Regions from separate parts of the Sus scrofa genome. Here region 2 is linked to region 1. A link is a contact called in public Hi-C data. All regions are on one chromosome and are shown on one strand. The core of a region is the stretch at or near the end of the contact, and the rest is flanking DNA. Distances in the headings are between cores, read along the strand shown.

Evidence for each region. Hi-C and Micro-C count contacts between places; a contact is called where the count stands out from the background.
Region 2: a contact with region 1 is called in a Hi-C map of skeletal muscle, with 5 times the contacts expected there. The contact joins two enhancer-like sites. A contact is called at or near these places in 5 of 47 Hi-C or Micro-C datasets (fetal heart ventricle, heart right ventricle, retroperitoneal adipose tissue and 1 more) and 2 of 2 datasets of contacts at active chromatin or transcription factors (alveolar macrophages and skeletal muscle).

What each region holds. Positions count from the first base shown.
Region 1 is chr3:28,396,153-28,403,245 of Sscrofa11.1, forward strand. ABCC1 (multidrug resistance-associated protein 1) reads right to left here. Exons shown (of 30, transcript XM_021086560.1): 17 at 6,810-6,977; 18 at 4,075-4,258. Among named protein-coding and RNA genes, the nearest start is that of MIR7135, 28 kb to the left of the region's middle. Within about 2 kb of position 3,494, at least 10 of the 83 cell types and tissues checked have an H3K27ac peak or open chromatin away from gene starts, as enhancers often do. A contact at or near this core is called in skeletal muscle, where this site is marked.
Region 2 is chr3:28,483,176-28,490,645 of Sscrofa11.1, forward strand. No RefSeq gene overlaps it. Among named protein-coding and RNA genes, the nearest start is that of ABCC1, 14 kb to the left of the region's middle. Within about 2 kb of position 2,651, at least 21 of the 83 cell types and tissues checked have an H3K27ac peak or open chromatin away from gene starts, as enhancers often do. A contact at or near this core is called in skeletal muscle, where this site is marked.

The sequences.
Region 1 (7,093 bases), core at 2,244-4,743:
CCTGCGGCAAAAGAAAGCACTTTTCAATCCCCTTGGGCCGCAGCAGAACTCTTCATAATAGCCCCAAAGTGGAAACAGCTCGAATGCTTATCACGCAATGAATGGATAAACAAAATGTGGTGTGGGCACACAACGGAACATGACTCAACCATGAGAAGAAATGCGGCTGATGCTTGCTTTTTTTTTTTCCCAGGCGGACCTCAGAAACATCACGTTACGTCAAGAGAAGCCAGTCACAGAGACTTCCCCCTAGAATTCTGTTCACACGAAACGTGCAGAATTAGACAAATCTATACAGAAAGCAGACAAGTGTGATGATCGTTCTGAAATGTCCAGAAATCGAAGTCAGGTTGTGCACCTGGAATTAACAGTGTCGTGGGTCCATTATACTTCAAAAACACACACACACAAATAGCAAAAGAGATCAGATCAGTGGTCACCAAAGGTGGAGGGGCTGAGGGGGAAATGGAGAAAAGTAGCCAAAAGTTCAAACCAGGAGGTCTAAGATGAATAAGCACTAGAGCCAGGATGTACATGGCGAGTGCTGTTCAAAACCACGCTATGTACCTATGAAAGTTAAGCGAGTGAATGCTGAGAGTTCTCATCACAAGGAAAAAAAATGTTTCCTATTTATTTCGTATCCATACGAGATGAGGGATGTTCACCAAACCTACTGAGCCCATCACTTCGTGGCATGTGTTAAGTCAAAACATGATGCTGTGTACCTCAAATTTACACCGTGCTCTTTGCCAATTGTATTCAAAACCAGAAGGAAAAAAAGAAAAGCAAAATAGATGAGTGGCTGCCTAGGATGTGGGGGGCAGGAGAAAATGGGGAGTGACGGCCATGAAAATGTTCTGAAATTGAACATGACGAGGGCCACACAAATAAAAACCTAGAACCGGTGTGTGAATTACATCTCGGTAAAGGGACTGGTTAAAAACCACTAGGACTTCAGCACACTCCGACACGAGGAACGAAGGTGTGGGTTCTCACAGTGGGTCCCCCTCTTCCCAACTTTCAGGAGCTTCCCGCGGCACTGAAAACAAAGCCCAAACTCCTCACCCTGAAGGCTCTGTCCACAGGGTAACCCGCTAACCCCGCCAACCCTGTCTCCTGGCCCTGGCCCACCGCGAAGTGGCCACACTGGCCTCCTCTCTGTTTCTTAAACAGACTAGGCTCATGCTGAGCTGAAGCCTGTGCATCTGCTGTTCCCTGTGTCTCAACACTGTTCCCCATATCTTCTCTTTGCCATCTCTTCCTCAGGTCAACGTCACCTCCCCAAGAGGGCTGAAGTGCCCATACCCCCACCGCCCCCACAGCCCAGGACCCTGCATGCTTTCCTTCGTGCACGTGACACTGTATGAAACCATCTCTATCTGCTGATGGTTCACTGCCTTCTCTCCCTCTAGACTCTGAGCTCAGCGACGGTAGGATTTGCCTGTATCTTGTTCACTTCTGTCTCCCCCGAAACTAGAACAGTCCTGTCATGGGCTGAATGACATCCCCACTGCCACGAAGCAAATCCACATGTTGAAGTCTCACCTCCAATACCTCAGATGTGACTGTATCTGACATAGGGTCTCTGTGAATGTCATTAGTTCAGATGAGGTCATCACCGGGGCCCTAAACCTATGTAGTTGGTGTCCTCACAAAAAGGGGAGATTTGGGGAGTTCCCACTGTGGGTTAAGAAGTGGATGTAGTCTGCGTTGAAGATTCAGGTTCAATTCCTGGCCTTGCTCAGAGGGTTATGGACATGGCGTTGCCACAAGCTGCAGCATAGGTTGCAGATGTGGCCCAGATCTGGTGTTGCCACGGCTGTGGCACAGGCCTACATCTGCAGCTCCAATTCGACCCCTAGCCCGGGAACTTCCATGTGCTGCAAGTTCAGCTGTTTAAAAAGGGGGGGGGGGTTGGAAATGGGCACACACACAGGGAGCACACCAGGTGAAGATGAGCACAGATTGGGGTGATGCTTCTGCAAGCCAAGGAATGCCAGAGATGGCCGGCAAGCCACTTGAAGCTGGGGGACAGGCAAGGAACCCCCACGGCCCTCAGAAAGGACCAATGCCGCTGACACCTTGATCTCAGGCTTCTATCCTCCAGAAACATGAGACAACATATTTCTGAGTAGTTGTTAAGGTACTCAGTTACAGCAGCCCTAAGAAAATAATACAAGTGCTTAACACAGAGTAGGTGCTCAATAAACACCTACTGAAGGACTAAATCAATGAAGAGTAAATAGCTCCTTCTTAGTCACTGGCCTCATTCACACAGACAGGGACCTTCCCACCCCTGGCATAGAAGGAATAGGTTTCTTTCTTTCTTTTTTTCTTCTTGTGGCGCACCTGCAGTACATGGAGGTCCCCAGACTAGGGGTCGCATCAGAGCTGTAGCTGCCAGCCTACGCCACAGCCATAGCAACACAGGATCTGAGCCACATCTGAGACCTATACCACAGCTCACGGCAACACCAGATCCTTAACCCACTGAGCAGGGCCAGGGATCGAACCCGCACCTCATGGTTCTAGTCGGATTCATTAACCACTGAGCCACAACGGGAACTCCTGGGACAGATTTCTTGAAGCCTCAGTTCCTCAGTAAACCACAGTCCTACCTCCCACGCGAGAAGCCATCAGGAAGATTCAATAGGATGACACCTGTCTCTGTTTGTACTTCATCGTGTGTCCACACATCAAAGACAACCTCAGGACTTGCACAACAGGGCAGCCATGCAGCCCCACCCCGGGGTCAGCCTCTCTGAGACCTGTCTGGGGACTCAGCATGTACCAGACTTGCCGCAGCCGCGGGGTGTCTGTAATTAGCTCCTGGGAGCAGGAGCTCAGAGAGGGACAGATGATCTCTCTTCAGTTCCACTCTTTTTAGCAACAGCTGAAACCAAAGCAGACGAGGCATCAGATGACCTCTTCCCTCTCTGCGTGTTAACACAGGTCCAAGCTCCGAGGGGGAAGACCAGCAGAGGACTGGACATAAACCAGGGCAGCCCGGGAAGGCCTCAAGTCACTCCCCTGAATTTTAAACCAACTAATAAGAGATAATAGGACGCTTGGACGCCTCACCCCATTTGCTTCCAATAAAGACAGGGCATGGTCCCAGGCCAGAATCCAAAGGTGCCTCTGGAGTCTGGCCTGGGAGGACAGAGCGAGTGTGGAGACTGGGACGCAGGCAGGCCTGGGCAGACCTGGCAGAGGCCAAGTGCAGAGAAGCAGAAGAGGAGCACTCGGAGTTCTGTTGTGGCTCAGTGGTAACGAACCCAACTAGTGTCCATGAGGACATGGGTTTGATCCCTGGCCTCACTCAGTGGGTTAAGGATAAGGCATGGCTCTGAGCTGTGGTGTAGGCCGCAGACGTGGCTCGGATCCCATGTTGCTGTGGCTGTGGGCCAGGAAATGCAGCTCTGATCTGATCCTAGCCTAGGAACCTCCCTGTGCCTCGGGTGCAGCCCTGCAAAGACATAAAGAAGAGGAGCCCTCTGACCAAGAAAGGAATGACAGCAGTTGTCACTGGCACCATGCCGCAGGCTCCAGGAATCTAGCACATTAAATCTACCCCAAGTGCCAGAAAGTTGGTCCTGTTGCCACACAGCTTTATCAGCAGTGGGCCTGAGGTCCCACAGCTGGGAAGAGCAGCGTCTGGGATTCGAACCCAGGTCCTGCCAACTTCTGCCTGTGTGCTCAGCCACTGGCCCTGGCCTCCTGACCCCTGCATCTGTTCTGGATTAAGGCACACATGCCACTGGCTTCTCTCACAGCCTTTTGGGAGCCAGGACTGTAGTTATCACCATCCACATTTTTCTAGGAAGACCCTGAAACTCAAGAGGCCAAGAGCCACATTCCAGAACAGTACGGAGACTCGTGTCCAGTTTTGCTGACCTGGCCAGAAAGCACCGGGACCCCCCTCTTAATACTGCCCTGGGGGGGTTAAGACAGTCCTTCAAGATGGTTCCTTAAGGGGCCTGGCCCGGCCCCCAGCCCGATGCCTTGATGAGGGCGGCTGGCACAACTGGGGCCATACCAGGAACCACCCACGCCGGAGCCCCACGCGGACCCTACCGTCTTCCGGCTCCCCCTGCTCCTGCTCGGCGCTGGCGTACGTGCGCAGAAACTCGGCGAAGGCGCCGTCCCGGGCCAGCAGCTCCTGGTAGGAGCCCATCTCCGAGATCTTGCCGCCACTCATGACGATGATGACATCTACCTGTGGCAGGTAGCTGAGCCCGTGCGTGACCAGGAGCCGCGTCTGCAGGCAGAGGGGCGACATGGCCGCGTCAGCGCATGCGTGCGAGGGGGACAACCCCCGCCCCCAACCTGAGGGGCAGGACCGGCCCTGGGATGCGAACTCGCAGAAGCAGCTGGATCCGCACGTGCTTTCATTCATCACAAGTGTGCTGCGAGCTGTTGGGCGGCAGGGGCGGCAGCAGGGAGAAGAACAAAGATCCCCGCCCCAGGTTCCAGGGTCGGGGGGTGGAGGGAAATGACCAATGTAAGTAAAACACTGTGTGCCTGATGGTGAGGACATAGCAGCAAAAGGGACGTGATACCAAGGGGCGCGGGGGCAGCAATTTTAACAAGGATGATGGAGGAGCTTATTTTTGAACAAAAATCTGAAGGAAGGCGGGGGGGGGGGAACCACCATGCATGTGTAGAGGAATAAAAGAACAGCACTGCCGCAAAAAAGTGCACCCCAAAAGCTTCGTTTTTTCAAGTTACTCCCCACCAGAATACAAGGTTTGATGGTGCATCTATATTTATCTAACTATCTGGAAGTTTGGGAGGATGTTCACCAACTGTTTACACAAGTTGGCAAACGTTTTCTTAAATGGTTAAACAGTAAATATTTTCAGATTTACGGGGACCTCTGGTCACTGCCAGCTCTGTAGGAAGCCACATACACAAGACATAAACAGATGGGCTGGCTGCATTCCAATAAAACTTTATTTATGGATGCTAATATTTAAATTCATGGCAGTTTTCATATGTCACAAAATATTTTCTTTTCTTCTTCTTACTATTTTTTTTTGGTCTTTTGAGTGCCACACCTGGAGCATATGAAAGTTCCCAAGCTGGGAGTCAAATTGGAGCTACAGCCATAACAATGCCAGACCCAAGGCACATCTTTGACCTATACCACAGCTCACAGCAACGCTGGAACCTTAACTCGCTGAGTGAGGCCAGGGATCAAACCCACGTCCTCATGGATCCTGGTTGGGTTCATTACTACTGAGCCACAAGGGGAACTCCAAAATATTATTTTCTTCAGATTTTTTCCAAGCACTTAGAAACATAAAGACATTTTTAGCTGGTGGGCTGCCTACAAGAAGGAAGCCAGACTTGCTGTCCTGCCTTTTGAGAGAGGAGCTAGTGCTGCAGGATGAGGGTGAATCATTTTTTTAACTTTACATATACTCTTGCACTCTCTGATTTTACTACTATGGGCATTTATTATTTTGATAACAACAACACAATTTTTTGGCTACACCTGTGGCATGCGGAAGTTCCTGGGACAGGGATTGAACCGGTAACACAGCTGCAACCACAGCCGCAGCAGTGACAATGATGGATCCTTAACCTGCTGTGCCACAAGAGAACTCCCCAAAAATTTTTTTTTTAATATTTAAAAATTATACAGGGAGCTCCCGCTGTGGCACAATAGGATCGGTGGTGTCTTGGGAGTTGCTGGGATGTGGGTTCCACGGCTGCAGCTTAGGTCACAACCAAGGCTCCGATCTGATCCCTGGCCCAGGAGCTCCATATGCTGAGGGGTGGCCAAAAATGACCAAAATATATATATATATGTATATATACACACACAAAATTTTTATGGTGTGTGTGGGAATGCTTAGAACAGATCATGTGGCATGATGCTTACTATATATATATGCATGATGTGATTATTCTATTAAAAAGCTTATACACACAGCAAAAGACTTGAAGGAAATACAGAAATCTCAGAAATGGTGGGATTAGGCACAATTGCTTTTGTTTTTCTTCTTCATGGTTTTCTGAATCTGCTATATTTTCCCCGTGGGCGTGTCTGTCTTTCTTACTGGGGGAGGGGAAGGAAAAGCCAGGACACCCTCCTCTCCCACGATTCCCCTCACCAAACAAACAGAAAAAATAACGGAAGAGGAAAGGCACCATCTCCTGTCATGTTAAGGCGGGGTAGCAGTTTTCCCCCTCAAGCCTCTGTCCCGCAGCCCCGGGCCACCTCAGCAGGGAAGGGAGAAGAGCTTCTCTGCTCACAAGGGCCCTGGGGTGGGATTTCCCTCCGCGAAGGCACCTGTTATTTAATCAGGAAGAGAGGCTGCCTTTGGCCAGATGGAAGCAATGACGTCCGTCGGTGCCCAGGACGTCCGCCCATGAGGACCAGAGCAAGAAGGCTGTCCTGGGAAGGCTGCCAAGGGAAGGGCTAGAAATATATTTGTGGATTTGCCCCTGTGGCTCAGTGGTAACAAGCCTGATGAGTACCCATGAGGACGCAGGTTCAATCCCTGGCCTTGCTCAGTGGGTTAAAGATCCGGCGTTGCGGTGAGCTGCAGTGTAGGTCACAGACACAGCTCAGATCCTGCGTTGCTGTGGCTGTGGTGTAGGCTGGCAGCCAAAGCTCCGATTAGATCCCTAGCATGGGAACTTACATATGCCATAGGTGTGGCCCTAAGAAGAGAAAAAAAAAAAAAAAGAAAAGAAAATACGTTCTCTGGTCCCACTCAGTGAGGTATTCCCAAAAGGGACACGTTGCCACCGGACCAAAGAGCCAGGGCCGGACCCCACGCCGCTCCCACAGCAGGTACCTTGTTCTTCAGCATCCCCTTGGGGCCAACCACGTTTTCAAAGATGTGCTTCCCCACATGGGCGTCCACGGCAGAGAGGGGATCGTCGAAGAGGTAGATGTCGGAGTTGCAGTACACAGCCCGGGCCAGGCTCACGCGCTGCTTCTGGCCCCCAGACAGGTTCACGCCCTGGGGAGAGACGCGGCAGAAGGGTGGGTCTCCCGGGAAGCAGAGTCAGGCAGAAGGGGTCACCGGCTCAGGAGGCGGCGGACCCTGGCCAGAGGGCCTGCCGGGCTGCACCTGCC
Region 2 (7,470 bases), core at 1,401-3,900, 86 kb after region 1:
AGTCCACTGAAACCTCACAACAGCCCTATCAAGTCAGGACTGTGAAAACGCCCCCTTTTCAGACGAGGACTCTGACGCCCAGAGTGGGAGAAAAGCCAGGAAGAGGCAGAGCAGAGATTTGAACCCACAGAGGGTCTGACACTGAGGTCTTAACAGCTGGGCTCCACCAGCTCCCAGCCAGGTGCTTGGAAGGCTATGGGCTTTGCAAGGCCAAGGGCGATGCTGCTCTCAGGCCTTGGAGATTCCAAGCTCGTCTGTACAGAATGGAGAAGCAGCATGCTGGCTGGACATGGAAATCTTCCACGCCTGCCCCTCCCTAGTGACCCCGGGTGAGCAATGCGGGCTAATGATTAAGAACCATGGCCCAAGGTCTTGGTTCTAATCTTCTCCACGTCACTCACACATGTGGGCCTGAAAGCAAGGTTTCTCAAGTTCAGGACCACGGCCATGGGGGCCCAGAACATTCTCTTTTGTGAGGGGCTGGCCTGTAGGACGCTGAGCAGCACCCCTGACCTCCACTCTACAGATGCCAGCAGCACACGTCAGGTTTAATCCCCACAAACTCACCACAGGAGGCAGGTAGTATAATTAAACCCATTTTACAGAACAAGAAACTGAGGTCACATAACCTGCAAGTGGCATACACAGCTAGTTGTGACAATTAAAATGTCTCCAGGGAGTTCCCTTCATGGCTCAACGGTTAATGAACCCGACTAGGATCCATGAGGATAAGGGCTGGATCCCTGGCCTCGCTCAGTGGGTTAAGGATTCAGCACTGCTGTGAGCTGTGTGGTGTAGGTCAAAACGTGGCTCTGATCCTGCGTTGCTGTGGCTGTGGTGTAGGCCAGCAGCTACAGCTCCGATTCAACCCCTGCCTGGGAACTTCCATATGCACACATGCGGCCCTAAAAAGCAAAAAGCAAAAATTAATTAATTAATTAAAATATAAATAAAATAAAATAAAATGTCTCCAGAGGGAGTTCCCCATTGGTCAAGCAATTAGGATTCTGTGCTTTCACCTCTGCAGCCCGTATTCAATACCTGGGATCTGGGAACTGAGATTCCACATCAAGCTTCTGCATGCCACAGCCAAAAAAAAAAAAAGAAGTCTCCAGAGATTGCCAAATATCCCCTCGGGGGGGGGGGAGCGCCCCCATTACCCTAAGGCAGTGACCTTGCCAGGCCTCAGTTTCTTCCCCTGTGAAATGAACCTAATTCTCGACACACTTACTATAGAATGACTGGGAAGATGAAATGAAATGACCCAGAAAGTTCCAGTTTCAGTTCTTGGCCAAAAGACTCATCAACAAACATAAGTGCAAGGATTCGTTCATTCACGCGTCCCATCATACAGTGAAGGAATAGTCAGTACCTATCTCAAGCCAAGCTCTGGGCTCATCATGGGGAAACGGGGGTAAACCCAGCACAGACGCCGGCCCTCCTAAGACGCTCGGTCCACTAACGTGGTAAGGTCACACATCATAGCCTAACTGCAAAGGGCAACGCGAGCTCTGGAGGGGAAAGGCAAGGAGGCAGACATCATCAGGGTGAGGGTCTGGGAAGGGTTGGGGGCCGCCAGCCGTGCAGGGCTCGGGGGAAGCATGCCCAAGGCCAGAGGAAGAGACCCACGTGCCTGTCCGCCTTTCCAGAAATGGAGACTAAGAGAAGGGGGGAGACAAAGGCAAAGGCAAATAAATAAATACAAACAATAGCAACAGCTACAAAGCCTGGGAACCCTGGAGCCAGCGGGTCTGGGTTTGAATCCAGCAACCGCTGCCCACGTGGCTCTTGACCTTCAGATGACCTTTAGCTCATCTCTCCCACCCTGGCCCCTCGTCTGCAAAACAGGACTAATAATGGACCTACTACGTGGATGGCAAGGGTGAGCGCTCAGCATGCCTGGAGGGGCCTCTTGGCTGGTGGGAGGTGGTGGCGGCAAGGGAGGGGGATCGGGCAGGCACAGAACTGGCTTCTGCCTCGGCACCAGCAGCCCAGTAAAGGATGCAAACCCAGGAGATGGGAACTCAGGCTAGTAAGCGTGCTAATAGCAATAATAAACAGCAGATCTTACAGAGCCCTGACTGTAGCGCCAGACACAGTATTCCAGGTTTACTGCGTGTCATTCCGTTTCATCATCATGACCCAGCTAAGGTGGGTTCTTCTTCCCATTTTACAGGGAGAGTCACAGAGGCAGAAGGAGCCAAAAAGACTTGCCATCAGGTACCTGGCAAGCCTGGATTTGAACCCAGAGAGGCAGGTTCCAGGGCCCAGGCCAACTTCCCAGCAAAGGGAAAGAAGGTCTGCAGGACACATGGAGGACCAGGCCCGCTGTGGAGGGCTCGGGGTGGGCACGGAGGTGACAGGCCAGTTGGTAAAGCCCGGATTTGGAACTGTCCTGGCTGCGAGACCCCCAGTAAAGGGAAGCTGAGAAAGAGAACGCTGGGAGGCCCAAGTGAGCTCAAGGGGAATTGCTGGGCTTCTGGCTGGCCATTCATCCTGTTGACAGAGGCGGCAGGGGGCCTCCACTGCTCCACGGAGTCCTGGAAGAGATCCCGGCCGGGGCTGAGGCCGCCCGCCCGTCACAGCACTGGGACACGGTGGCGGTGCCAGCATCCCGCTGTGGGCAGAGCTGCAGCCTTCGCTCACGCTCTGACTCACCAGCGCTAAGAATAAAGCCCAGGAGCACGGCGGAGGGGGCAGGGCAGTGCCCAGGCCTTCCCCCCAGTGCCCGGGCGGCCCTGACCCTGCCCAGGCAAAAGCACTGAACCCGCACACCCAAAGTGCAGATTCGGACACTCTGGTGGGAAAAGGGACAGGGGTGACCTGCAAAACGAAGACCCCTGCCTGAGCAGGACTTCCAGGGCTGGGAAGAAAACAGCCACGGCTGCCCATCACAGGGGTCTGCGTGCCAGCAGTAGGCAGCCTGCTCCGGCCTGCCCCACCCCAACCTGCCCAGAGAGCACCGTGTGGCAGGGTCACCAGGGCCCTTCCCCACAGAGCACACACGTGTCCTCGCATTCTCCATCCAGCCCTGACCACTCTGCCAACTCCTTTCCTCTTATCCAACTCTGGAGCTTCACCAGGTCCTCCATCTGGTCACACGGCAGGGACATGTGAGGGGTGAGGCATGTGCCAGGCACAGGAACACGCCTGGGGACACAGCGGAAAACAGAAGGGACAGCACCTATCCATACACTGAGTGCCACTCCCAGGTGCTGGGGACCCAGCGGTGAACTGCAGGACAAAGGGCCTGCCCTCCTGGAGCTGACAATATGATGAGAGAAGACAGAGTCAACTAGAGGAAATATATATGTACACGTAAGGTATATACTACATAAAATAAATATAGTGTGTGTGTGTGACAGATGATAAAAAAGGAGGAGACCTTGGAGTTCCCACTGTGCTCAGTGGGTTAAGAGCCGGACTAGTTTGGAGTTCCCACTGTGGCTCAGTGGAAACAAACCCAACTGGTATCTATGAGGATGTGGGTTTAGATCCCTGGCCTTGCTCAGTGGGTTAAGGATCCGGTGTTGCCGTGACCTGTGGCCCAGGTCGCAGACATGGCTCAGATCTGGCGTTGCTGTGGCTGTGGCACAGGCCCACAGCTACAGCTCCGATTCAACCCCTGGCCCAGGAACTTCCACATGCCATGGTGCAACAGTGAAAAAGAAAAGATGGGGTAGGGGGGTAGAAGGCCTTACTATGCAGGCTTGAAGGAAACAAGGGAGTAAGCCAATTGCCCAAGTGGGGAAAGAATCTGAGAGAGGAGTGCTCCAAGTGGAAGACACAGCCAATGCAAAGGCTCTGGGGCAGTAACACGTCTGGCCTTTGGGAGCAATAATGGAGAGGCCACGTGCTTCAAGAGTAATGGGAGATAGAGTTGGGGAAGAAGGTGGGAGACAGAGAACAGACTGTGCAGGACTCACAGGCCATTGAAGAGAGGTCTGACCTTCCCTCAGAGTGACATGGACACTGTGGATTGGATGTGTCATCCTCTGCTTTGTGCTTTCAGACAGTGGTTCTCAATCAAAGGCAAGTTTTCCCCAGGGAGACATCTGACAATGAATGTCGGGAGACATTTTTGGTGTCACTGCTGGAGTGGGACTGGAGGTTATGCTATGGGCGTTTTGCAGGTGGCATCCACAAGGCAGAGGAAAGCCCCCCAAGAGAGGACTGCTGGGCCCCCAAAGGTCAATAGTGCTGAGACTGAGAAACCTATTTTAAGAGAATTCCTGCCCTTACAAGTCTAGAGACCTTATTCCCCTAACACATTCCTTAGGCAGCTCATCACATAACACTGGGCAGCAACTAAGCCTCTGTTTCTGCATCTGCACAGTGAGAACACTAATGAGATGATGTAAACACGCACCTAATGAAGCATGAGTCAGAGCACACAGTAGGTGGTCAATAAATACCACTGCAATCATTGTTATTACTGCCAGATCCATCCCTTGCCATGTTCCTTCCACCTCTCAGGCCCCACCAAATGATTCTTTCTTTCACCCAACGAAGATGTTCTGAGCCCCTGCTATGTGCTGTGCTGGCCAGAACCCCCACAAATGTCCCCACCCCGATCCCCAGAATAAGTGAGCATGTCACCTTCCATGACACAAGGGACTTTGCAGATGCAGTTCAGGTGAGGACCCTGAGATGGCAGATCAGCCTGGACTGCCCCAGGTGGGCCCCACAGACTCGCAAGGGAGGCAGGAGGGCTGGAGGCAGAGGCAGAGCAGGAGATGTGATAACAAAGGCAGAGGTCAAAGTCATGCAGGGCCACCAGTCAAGGAACTCAGGTGGCCTCTAGAAGCTGGAAAAGGCCAAGGAACGGATGCTCCCCAAGAGCCTCCAGAAGGCAGGCCAGCAATGCATTCAGACCTTCTGGCTCCAAGTGGACAAGAGAATAAATCTGTGCTGCTTGAAGCCAAAAGTTTGCAGTGACCTGTTACAGCAGCCACAGGAAACTGATACAGCAGAGAGCCAGCAGGAGACAAGGGCTGGCGGTGCCCCCAGTGAACTGACACTCCTGCAGGTCCCCCGACCCTGCTGCAGGCCAGGGCCCTGCCCCGTTCTGCCCTCAGCCGGCTTTGAATCAAGCTTTGCCCCGGAGCACCGACTCCGTGAGGCCCTGAGTTCTGCTGGCCCAGCAGGGGAGCTGCTTACGAAATGCTTTTGAATGACAGGAACTGGGAACAACGGAAAATACGCATTTTACAATTTCATTTTAATAGGTAACACGTGACTCAAATTTACATACATATATATGTATATGCATTTATATATACGTGTGTATGCATGTGTGTACATATGTGTGTGCATATGTTTGCTGCACATGTGTGTGTAAGTACATGGGTGTATATATGTACATGTGTGTATACATCCACGCAAATACAGACGTACATGTATCTACGTAAAGGCCAACAGTAAAACGTCCCTCTGCCGCCCTCTTCCCCACAAGACGGCCCCTCTGCGAGGTCCCTGCCACCTGCCACTTGGGTGGCTGCCCATCTTTCGCAATTCCAAACAATGACACAATGACTCCTTAAGCTAAAGAAAACACCGACAGCCTGACCCAAAGCCCGACAGGGCTTCACTTAACCACTCGTATGAGGGCGGAAAACAAGGCGTGAGGTTCAGCGTGATTACCTGGAGGACGCGCAACCAGAATCACAAAAACAGAGATAAACGCTGACCCAGTGATGCCTGTAGCCTTTCACACCCAAAGGGAATGAGGTGGGTCTCCGAGAGGTACCTGTGCCCCACATTCACTGCAGCACTAGTCACCACAGCCAAGACATGCAAACAATGAAATGCCCGTGGAGGGATGAATGGATGAAGCAAACCTGACACACACACACACAGACACACACACCACACAGAATTACTCAACAGTACCTAAAGGAAATCCTGCCAGGTGCGACAACACGGATGAACCCTGAGGGCATTACGCGGAGTGAGATGTCCCTCAAAGACAAACAGCGTCATGTTCGCATTGCTTTGTGGAATCCCAAGGAGCCAAACTCGAGGAAACAGGAGAATGGCGGCTGCCAGAGGCTGGGGGGTGGCAGAAACGGGGCGATGCGGTCAAAGGGGACCAACCTCTGGTTAGAAGCTGAATAAGTTATATTCAACATATAGCATGGGGGCTGTAATAAATAACACTGTACCGGACGCTTGAAAACTGTTAAGAGGAGGGAAAAAAAATTATCACCACAACACAGAAACAAAAAAAGGTCATGAGGAGTTCTTGTTGTAATGCCCTGGGTTAAGAATCTAACTGCGGCGGCTTGGATCGCTGCGGAGGTGTGGGTTGAAGGATCTGGCATTGCCACAGCTGCAGTGTAGGTCACAGCTGTGGCTCGGATTCAGTCCCTGGCCGGGGAACTTCCATATGCCATGGGTGCGACCACGGGGGGGGGGGGGGATGTGAGGGAACGGAGGTGTTAACTAACCTTACTATGCTAATTATTTCACATGAGACACAGGTATCAAATCATCACGCCATACAGCTTAAAATTCACATACACTGTATGTCAGGAATATTTCAATAAAGCTACAGGAGAAATCAGTAAATAAAGGAGTAAACTCCTGGAGGTTTATAACTCTATAAATACTATAATTTTCTTATATAACGTTTCCTTTTTTGGCCACGCCCACAGCACGTGGAAGCTCTCAGGCCAGGAACCAAACTCGCGCCACAGCAGCAACCTGAGCCACTGCAGTGATAACACCAGAATCTCAACCCACTGCACTAAAAGAACTGCTATAATGTTTTTTGTTTTTTTGAGTTTTTTTGGCCACACTCGTGGCATGTGGAAGTTCCTGGGCCAGGGATGCAACCTGTGCCATAACAGCAACCTGAGCCACTACAAGGACAAAACTGGATCCCTTTTGAGGGGGGGGACACACCCTCGGCATATGGAGGTTCCCAGGCTAGGGGATGAATCAGAGCTATAGCAGCCCGCCTACACCACAGCCACAGCAATGAGGGATCTGAGCCCTGTCAGCAATCTACACCACAGATCGTGGCAGCACTGGATCGTTAACCCACTGATCGAGGACAGGGATCAAACTTGCGTCCTCATGGATACCAGTCAGATTTGTTTCTGCTGAGCCACGATGGGAAAGCCCAAAACCGGATCCTGAGCCCACTGTGCCACAAGGGAATTCCAGAACTCCTAAAATGTTTAATCTTTTTTTTTTTTCTTTTTTGGCCACCCTGCAGTACGTGGAAGTCCCCAGGCCAGGGATCAGATCCAAGTCTCATGCCGCGGCTAGGACAATGCCAGATCCTTTAACCCAATGGGCCATGCTGGGGATCAAACATGCATCCTGGTGCTGCCAAGACCTACAATGTCTAATTTTTAACAAGATAAGAGAAACCAGCTACACGTTCAGTGCCCAATACAGTAACTCCCAGCTTCCTGGGGCCATTGAGCCCTTGAGATGAGGCTAGTCCAAATCCAGACGTGC